Linked DNA regions of Mus musculus: regions 1 and 2 are each linked to region 3. Evidence: chromatin contacts called from public HiChIP or PLAC-seq and promoter capture Hi-C data. All regions are on one chromosome and are shown on one strand. Each heading gives the region's core, a stretch centred on a gene start, on an enhancer-like site or on the middle of the called end of the contact. The rest is flanking DNA. Distances are from core to core; before and after follow the strand shown. Region 1 overlaps Cdc14a (CDC14 cell division cycle 14A). Region 2 overlaps Cdc14a (CDC14 cell division cycle 14A). Region 3 holds the start of Slc35a3 (solute carrier family 35 (UDP-N-acetylglucosamine (UDP-GlcNAc) transporter), member 3).

Evidence for each region. Promoter capture Hi-C pulls out the DNA fragments that hold promoters and counts their contacts. HiChIP or PLAC-seq counts read pairs in DNA pulled down with a chosen protein or histone mark.
Region 1: an H3K4me3 HiChIP or PLAC-seq map of embryonic stem cells shows a contact between it and region 3, with 16 read pairs. The contact joins the enhancer-like site here to the promoter of Slc35a3 in region 3. A contact is called at or near these places in 17 of 39 promoter capture datasets (the 3T3-L1 cell line, 3T3-L1-derived adipocytes, the C10 cell line and 12 more), 1 of 15 datasets of contacts at CTCF or cohesin (the NIH/3T3 cell line), 11 of 115 datasets of contacts at active chromatin or transcription factors (the 230-238 cell line, the SCID.adh cell line, bone marrow-derived macrophages and 6 more) and 3 of 9 other capture datasets (adipose tissue, embryonic stem cells and liver).
Region 2: a promoter capture Hi-C map of neural stem cells shows a contact between it and region 3. The contact joins the enhancer-like site here to the promoter of Slc35a3 in region 3. A contact is called at or near these places in 5 of 39 promoter capture datasets (the C10 cell line, cranial neural crest, hematopoietic stem and progenitor cells and 1 more), 1 of 15 datasets of contacts at CTCF or cohesin (the NIH/3T3 cell line), 5 of 115 datasets of contacts at active chromatin or transcription factors (the SCID.adh cell line, bone marrow-derived macrophages, effector CD8 T cells and 2 more) and 1 of 9 other capture datasets (liver).

What each region holds. Positions count from the first base shown.
Region 1 is chr3:116,340,019-116,342,768 of GRCm38.p6, reverse strand. The region is part of intron 7 of Cdc14a (CDC14 cell division cycle 14A); the gene reads left to right. Among named protein-coding and RNA genes, the nearest start is that of Cdc14a, 83 kb to the left of the region's middle. Within about 2 kb of position 1,313, at least 36 of the 459 cell types and tissues checked have an H3K27ac peak or open chromatin away from gene starts, as enhancers often do. A contact at or near this core is called in embryonic stem cells and trophoblast stem cells, where this site is marked.
Region 2 is chr3:116,379,220-116,382,040 of GRCm38.p6, reverse strand. The region is part of intron 4 of Cdc14a (CDC14 cell division cycle 14A); the gene reads left to right. Among named protein-coding and RNA genes, the nearest start is that of Cdc14a, 43 kb to the left of the region's middle. Within about 2 kb of position 1,445, at least 104 of the 459 cell types and tissues checked have an H3K27ac peak or open chromatin away from gene starts, as enhancers often do. A contact at or near this core is called in the NIH/3T3 cell line, effector CD8 T cells, memory CD8 T cells and 2 more, where this site is marked.
Region 3 is chr3:116,710,891-116,713,707 of GRCm38.p6, reverse strand. Slc35a3 (solute carrier family 35 (UDP-N-acetylglucosamine (UDP-GlcNAc) transporter), member 3) reads left to right here and starts at 1,428. Exons shown (of 8, transcript NM_144902.4): 1 at 1,428-1,625.

The DNA of each region.
Region 1 (2,750 bases), core at 64-2,563, 370 kb after region 3:
GTGGAGGCCTAAGGTTAATAAATTGTCTATCATCCGTCTACCTATTCATTAAGGAAGAGTGGGTCTCAGTCATATTCAGAGTTTATCAATATGGCCGGGCTTATTAGCCAGCCTGTTCTCGGAATTCCTTTGGAAGCTAGATTTACAAGCAGGCTGCCACACTCACCAGATTATGTGGCTTTCTGGGAATCTGATGCTGGTTCTTGTACTTGCATGGCGGGTACTCTAACTGCTGAGTCAGTCCCTTAAAGGAGGTTATGTGACCAGAATGCTACTTATAATGCTACAGAGGATGGGTCAGCAGGGTGTAACCACTTGCTTCTAGTCTAACGATTTCTTAAAGGTTTTGTCTGCTTTCACCTCCCATTCAGGAATCTAAAGAATGCCATGTATAAGCCAGGCGGTGGTGGCCCACGCCTTTAATCCCAGCACATGGGAGGCAGAGGCAGGCAGATTTCTGAGTTTGAGGCCAGACTGGTCTACAAAGTGAGTTCCAGGACAGCCAGGGCTATACAGAGAAACCCTGTCTCAAAAAAACAAAAAACAAAAAAACCAAAACCAAAAAAACAACAAAAAAAGAATGCCATGTATAATTAGTCATATGGATATTTTAAATATTCCACTAGGGACATTCAGAAATGATAGAAAGAAATGGTGAAGGTATTTTAAAAGATGTATTTCAATTAATTCATTATATCCCACATATTTCAACATATAGTTAAGACAGGGATTATTAATGGAGTAGTTTAGTTTACATTTAAAAAAAAAATCATGCCTTCAAAGTCCAGTGTGGCGTTTACACTCCAGCATACCTGAGTCTGGTCTGTTCATCCTGTAAGACACAGGAGCCATGGGTGGCCAGGGTAATGATTCCACAAAATAACAGGCTTGCCATGTACGGTCATGGTCCCCCAGAATGGCATGAAGCCTAAGTCAGTGCTCTATCCGCTCTGACTGCTCATGTGGGAGTACTTTCAAGATTGTCCAATTTAGGAGGTTTAGAGAAGGATGCCTCCGGAATTTGGATATTTCCATGTGACCAGCACATGGATTATTGACTTTAGGACTGAGAAATAGCATCAGACACAGGTCTTGAAAAACAAAAACAAAAACAAAAAAAACCCAAAAACCCAAAAACAAAACAAAACAAAACAAAACCAAAACACCTTCTAGAATATGGTTTCTCCAGTTCCCAAGTCAACCCGTCTGTCCTGTTGCTTAGACACACATTGCTCAGTCAGGATTCTACCAGTAATACTAGGCATATCCAGATCCAACCAACCAACCAATCCGCTCACCCACCCTAACAACTAACCAAAGTCACACGATCTGAAAGCGCCCCGTAGCAATCAGTGTCGAAACGTCTGTACTTTCCGACAGGGCTTGTAAGGTATTCCCAAAGAACCCGAGAACCAATACTACAACCACTCCTTTTGGAATCTAGCCAGGGATCAGTTCAGGAAAATAATATCGACCTTTTATCCTAGGGAGATATGTGAAAACAAGAGCCCTAGTGTTCAATTTACACCGTGATGGTATGTGCCTGTGTATATATGGGCAGCACGCCCTCTAGTGGTGAAGTGACTGCAAGACATCCTGCTTTGACGACCTTGGTGACGCTAGGTCCTCAATTTATAGCTCCCTCTGCTTTCCGCGAAGCGCGTTATTGCTTTATTTTGATGACTGGTCCATGAGCTGGTGACCTCACAGGAAAATGCAGAGCAGGGTCACCCACTAGCAGTACCTTGTTCTTGCTTGTGGCTGGGATTGATGGAGACGAAATGCAGAGAAAGGAGCTTGAGGGGTGATCTTTTGGGGGTCGGGAGGAGCGCTCATCTCTGTGGGTCACATTTATTACCTCGCTTAGTTTTTCAATTTCAAAAAGCTTCCTTAAGTAGCCTCCTGGGGATTCAGTAGAGTTCAAAGATCAACTTTAGAATGTAGCAACTACTTAGAAGGCTTCCTTTTAGCTACATGATGTCTGTCACCCCCCCCCCCCCCAGCTCCCAATAAGTAATAAGTCTAACCACTTTTGAGCGAATGCTGTCTGAGAAATAGCGCTGTCAGCAGGAGGGTATTTTTTTCAGATTGTCAATCTATTGTTGACTTGATTTTGTTTTCTCAAATGCTGGCTATCTGGGACACATCTTTGACCTTGGCAGGTGAGAGCCACACCCAGCTACATCTACCTGACCTCAGAGGAGAGGAGCTGCTGCTTTCGCAGGTGCAGGGGCACCGCACAGGGCTTCTTGTTTTTTACCTTGGTACTCAGAGAACAGGATCGTATTTGCTCAACACCTAGTAAACACAGTTCACACCCATCCATCGGCAGCTGGGGCCTCTGCTCGCCTCAGTTCCTGCCCAGGCAGCTCCATTCCGATCGCTCTGACTGGGAAACTTTGCTTTAAAAAAAAAAAAAATAATAATAATATAACGCTGGGACCAGGGAGATGGCTCAATCAGAAAAATGTTTGCCAAAGCAAGCATGAAGACCAGATTGTAGATTCCTTCAGCCTGTGCAAAAAAAGCTGTCATGGTGGCGAGCTGTCTGTAATCCTAGCACTTGGTGTGGAGGTGGGGGAGAGGGTTGGGATAGAGGCTTGGGCTGTTTGTGTGGTTCCCTGAGTCATTCTCAGCCCCATGTGGCTCACGCTGTGTTGCATTAGACACATCTGTGTCTTCCGTGTCCTCTCTGTGCTTGTGCGCAGAAACTGTCTTGCCTGCCCTTGCATGAATAAAGTAAGCCACTA
Region 2 (2,821 bases), core at 196-2,695, 330 kb after region 3:
TATTTTTTTTTGTTTTGTTTTGTTTTTTTGTTTTTTTTTGTTTTTTTTTTTAGGACCTGGATTTTGGCACCAAATTTGTGGATAATTGTTTGGGTTTTTAAGATTAGTCCTCAGCTAACAGGATCAAGTTGAAGAAAAACTGCCGGTATTTTCAGTTTCTCCAAGAGACTCCCATGCCAAGGTCCAGGTGGTTTTTAGTCAGCTGATACTGGGATCATGGGAAAAGCTGCTTGTGTTAAGCGCGCAGATCATAAGACTGATTTATCCTTATCACATTATCATCTGATTCACTGTGTTACCCTCAGGCTTCTCTCAGGCTTTCTCCCCCTTTTCTAGGCGGCCAGAGCAGGCTGTCCGGAGTAACCCTGAAGGAGAAGAGCCTGTCTTTGGTGTCAACTTGGGGCCCTTGCAGAGGCAGCCTGAGCCTCCTAAGTCAGTGTGAAGAGAGTCAGAATGCACCCAGGCACTATCCATTAGGTTTTTAATGTATTTTGGATTCTATAATTTTAACGTGTGAATTTTATTTCAAGGACACGCCCCTAATACACACACACACACACACACACACACACACACACACACACACACACCTGAGTGTTGTGGCACACCCAAATGTCATCATTTGGAGGCTAAGGCTGGGTGGTTGTGAGTGCCAGGCTACTCTGGGCTACATAGTGACACCCTGATTCAAACGAAAGAACGAATCCCTCCAAAAACCACGTGACCCTCCAAAGCCTAGAAAGGAATTCCATTTGATATGATGCATTTCATTATATTTATATGCATTTTCATATTATATATTAATTATATCCTTTCTCCATTGTGGAAAGCGAATTAGTTCATTCAAAACTCTCTCCATATGTGAGTTGAAAGGAGGAGAGCGAGGTGCAGTCCCTGTTCGGTTCGCTCTGTAGACATGACTAAGATCGTTAGAATTTAAGATGTCGTTGCACATTGGTAAGCATAGACTGTGCCACGTGAACCACTGAACACACGTTACTACTTGGCATTCTTTTCTCCTTTCCTTTCTTCCTCTCTGTCTCTTCCTCTCCTTCATCTTTCCTTTCCTTTTCCCTCCCGTTCCAACATGTCCCCCACTCTCATCCCCTCCTGAGTCTTTCTCTGTAGCCCTAGGTAGCCTCAAACTCCACCGATCCTCCTGTCTCTCTTTGGATCTTTGTTAGTTTTTCTCCCCACTCCCACCCCTCATTCTCAGGACTTCCATGGCAGGGCCTTGAAGGGCTTTTGACATTTCATTTTGTAGAGCCAGGCTTATTTAGTTTGGTGGCAAAGTCACGGCTCACGAAAGTAAGTTGCTTTGCTGGTGTCACCTTTGCTTGAAGGAAACATTCAAAGTTGTTCCACGACTTCATAAAGCTCTTAGCAGGGGGTGGCCTTTGTGGTTTACAGCTTCACACTAAAGAGCAGAGCGAGTGTCAGCCTTTCTGTGGGGTCGTGCAGACGGCAGGCTGAGTCAGACTCCTCAATCCTTTCAGGAGTAGGTGTGAGTCATTCATTGGGCTTGCTTGGTGGAATTTCTTATTTAATCAAAATAATACGAAACTTTTTTTTTAAAGACAGGCTCTTCCTGGTGTTTCTCCACCCTGATCTGTCTGCCTGCGCCAGCCCCGCCCCTTCCGGTTCTTCACACTGCCATTTTCTTACCACCTCACTCCGGAGCAAGGCTCAAGCAGAGCTTTCTCCATTTACCTCTAAGGTGCTGTGATAAACTTCCCAAAGTTAGTTCTCTGCAGGCTCTCTCTCCCCTGCTAGAGTGAGTTTCTGGAGTAAAGATATATGGATTTTCACTCAAATATCTATGTCCCCTGTGCCCAAGCCAGTGCCTGTCTCTGCAGTTTTAGTGGAAAAGGGGATGGATGCGCTAGGAAACGTCCCTGCAGGGGGTTCAGAGTCCCAGAGCGAGCGATCCTGTGCTGACCACCTAAACACAGTGCAGACGGACCTCCCCCTCGGTCTCTCCGCTATTACATTTCCATATATGACAGCAAACTCTTCATTATCCCTGACACTAGGTATTAGTCAATTTTGGCCTTAACATATTAAATGGAAAATTCCAAAAAAAAATTAAATAAATAAATAAATAAAAAGTTTTAAGTTGTTTACCATTTCAAGTAGTATCATGATGTTTCTTACTGTCTGGTTCTATTCCACTGTGGCTATGAATTATCTCAGCGTCCAGCAGATCCACATTGTATATCCTACCTGCCCCATAGTTACCCACTACCTGTCTTGGTATCTAGTCTACTGGCATACTGTCTCATTGTTCATATTGCAGTGATCTTTACCAGGTTACTCTCTACCTGTATTATCCACCCAACTTCATCTGATCACTTAGGCACTGCATTTTAAAAAATGATTTATTTATGTATATTAGCACGCTGTTGCTGACACACCAGAAGAGGGCATCAGATCCTTTAGATGGTTGTGAGCCATCACGTGGTTGCTGGGAATTGAACTCATGACTTACAGAAGAGCAGCCAGTGCTCTTAACCTCTGAGTCATCTCTTCAGTAAAAGTGGTGTAAGAAAAGATTTTGAGCGGCTACATTCACATAGCTTCTATGCTGTTACAATTTTTTTCTGTCAATACTAGTTTCTGTTGTTAATCTTTTATTTTGCCTAATAAGTTAAATAACATAGGTATCTATCTATCTATCTATCTATCTATCTATCTATCTATCTATCTATCTATCTATCTATCATCTGTCTATTCATCCATAGTTAACCAGGAGGCAGTAGAATGGCTCTGCAGGTAAAGTGCTTGCTCTTTAAGCTTGAACCCTAGAACCCACACACATGCA
Region 3 (2,817 bases), core at 179-2,678:
AGCAGATTTGAGTGCTCTAGCTTTTGATCCTAGCTAGCACAGAGAGGCTGAGACAGGATGGTTGCTAAGAGATCGAGACCTTCAATGCCAGCCTGGAGCCATCCTGAGCTACAATGTGAGACCCCGTCAAAAAAAAAAAAAAAGTAAGAAGTATAAGAAGTATTGTATTTGTTACTTTCTTTTTGCCTGAGAAAGCCACTTAGAGGGAGGACTTATTAGTCCTCCCTGAAACATCATCGTTTCAGATGTTTTGGTTCATGGTGACTAGGTTTCATTGCCTCTGGGTCTCTGGTTGGAACTTATGTACTGGGGCAGTTATTTACCAAAAAAAGCATACAGGCTGCAAAGAGAGCTAGAGGAAAGGCTAGGTTAAGACACACCCTCAGCGACCCACTTCTTCCAAATAGGCTTGTGCCACCATTTACACCATCTCCTAATAATACCTTCAAAGATTTAATACATCAGTGGCTTAGGTCAGAGGTTCACTATCCATTCACTTCCCCCAACATCAAAGTCCATTAGCTGGCAACCAAACCTTTACCACATGATGAATCTTTGGGGGACGTTTTAGGTTCGGACCCTAGCAAATATCAAGATCTAATCCACATTCCATCCCCCAGAAGTTTTCTGAAGGTCGGATTACACAAACATTTAAGCGAGGCATCATGTGCTAACAGTCATTTAATTTTATTTTTCTCCGTTGTTTTCTAACGATGCTTCCCTAATGGATGGTTTTAATCATTTGCCACGCAAAGAAGCGTAAGCTTAATTCTAGGAGCATTGTTTTAACAGGGAAGGGATAAATCTGCTGTATCCGATGATCAATCCGGACCCAGAATATTACATTTCAGCCTGTCCACAGCCAGCAATGGCTACAGTGGTTGGGAACTTTTGGAAATACATTAGCAGACTGAAACGTAATATGCATGAGATTCTTGCAGACAGGAAGAGGTAAATTGCTCTCTTTCTCTCTTCACCTTTCCCCTGGTTAGTGACACTAAGCCCATTCTGCGTTCCTGACACTCTTCCAGGTCTCCCAGGGTGGGGGACAGGGATCATTCCTAACCGAACCAGCTGGCTCCTAGACTAAGGTTGGTAACCTGCACCAGGTATAATCTTGTTTTCAACTCACTGGTGGTCATTTTCAGGAGCCAAGATCCGCCTCCCGGTTCTCATCAGAGTTCTTTGATCCAAAGGACTTTGTCCCCTTCCTTAAGTGACAGATCATCCCGCCACTTTCTGCCGCAGGACTGTGGGGAGAGAGACACCTTCCTATCAAACTCTCCGGCGACCGTGAGACTGTCACGGGAGCTGCGCGAGGAGCAGCCGCGGTTGGGGTCGCCTCAGGGACGCGTCCCGCAAGCGCGAAGCTGGGGCCCCCGGAGCCGAACAGGGAACGGCGTTTGCCGGGGCCGAGGCGGAAGCCGGATCCTTTGGCGGACCGGACCGCGGGAACCCGGAAACGCCTGGGCCTCACCGAAGCGGTCCGGGCCACAGAGCCGGCGGGAGCCGGCGGTGCTGCGGGTCAGCGGACGCGGCGGAGCCGACGGGCTCGGCAGCCTGGGTCTCCCGGCGTCGCGGAGCCCGGGGCTCCAGTGCGGGCAGCTGGCCGAGCCGCACGGCGGGTGAGCGGAGGGCGCTGGGGGAAGCTGGCGGGACGCCGAGGCCGGGCTGGGAGGGCGCGGGGCGGTTGAGGCCACCGGGACCACAGCGGACGGCTGCAGCCCTAGTTTATGAGGAGTAGATGAATGGGCGCCTTGTACCTCCGGCCTGGACGTGCCGAAACGTTCTGGGTGGAGGAGGAAAAGGTCGGGAGGGGAGGGGTGTGGCAGGCAGTGTGCCTGCAAGCTCCAGACTGGCGGGCCAAGTGCCTTGGGGGCCAGGCTGGCGGCCTGTCCTTCCGCGGTCATTTCGGGAGCTCCGGCTCAGCCTGTGACCCCGGGCTAGGGACGAGTCTGCTCGGTGAGAAAGGACGGTGTAGTCAAGAAGCTGCAGGGACTTGGAGAGATGGAAAGGGTGCCCGTGGTAAGTCTAGACCGAAGGCGATGGGTGTCCATCAGTGTGTGTGGCGAGAGTTTGCAGGGGTTCTAAGTATTGAAGAGTGGGGAGCTTAGTGAACATTTTATTTAAGCTAACTCAAGTTTCTGCTAGTTCAGATTAATTAAGGGATATTAAACGAAGTAATGGGTTTTAACTGTAGCAAGGCACTTATAGGAGTGTGCCCTTTATTATATCCTATTAAACGCAATATTTGAAGATGGCACCTGAGTTGAGTCTTTGTAGACACTTATTTTGGTAGTTACAGGTAATGTTTGGTTGTTTCTCACGTCTTCATTCCGTTGCTACTAACTCAAGTTGCTTGCTTTCAAATGAATGACTCCTACGTTTATGCGTCTGACTAACTTCCCTCCCTTTAAATTTTTTCCTACCGCATCTGCCCTTATTTTCTGGTCACTTTCAGGTGCACCATACCAATAGCTTCCAAAACGGAACTTGCAGCTTTAAGTCTTTCTGCCTTGGAACTACGCCTGACCTGATAGCACACGCATGAGCAGGGCCCCCTCTCTTCTCTGTCTCACTATCTCCTGGTTCTCTTCATCCACCCACACACCCCCACTCCTGCCCCCTCTTCACTGTGTGTGGCTGTGCTGGGCAGTGAACCCCGTGGGAATTGACGGAGCACTCTGTCACTGAGCTGTAATTTTAGTTCTTTGCAATCGCTTTTTGAAGCTGGAGATTTAATGCCACTCTCTGACAGTTCTCTCAGAAATACTCAGCGACAATTTACTTAGTTAGTGGTTCTAGGGATGGAACATA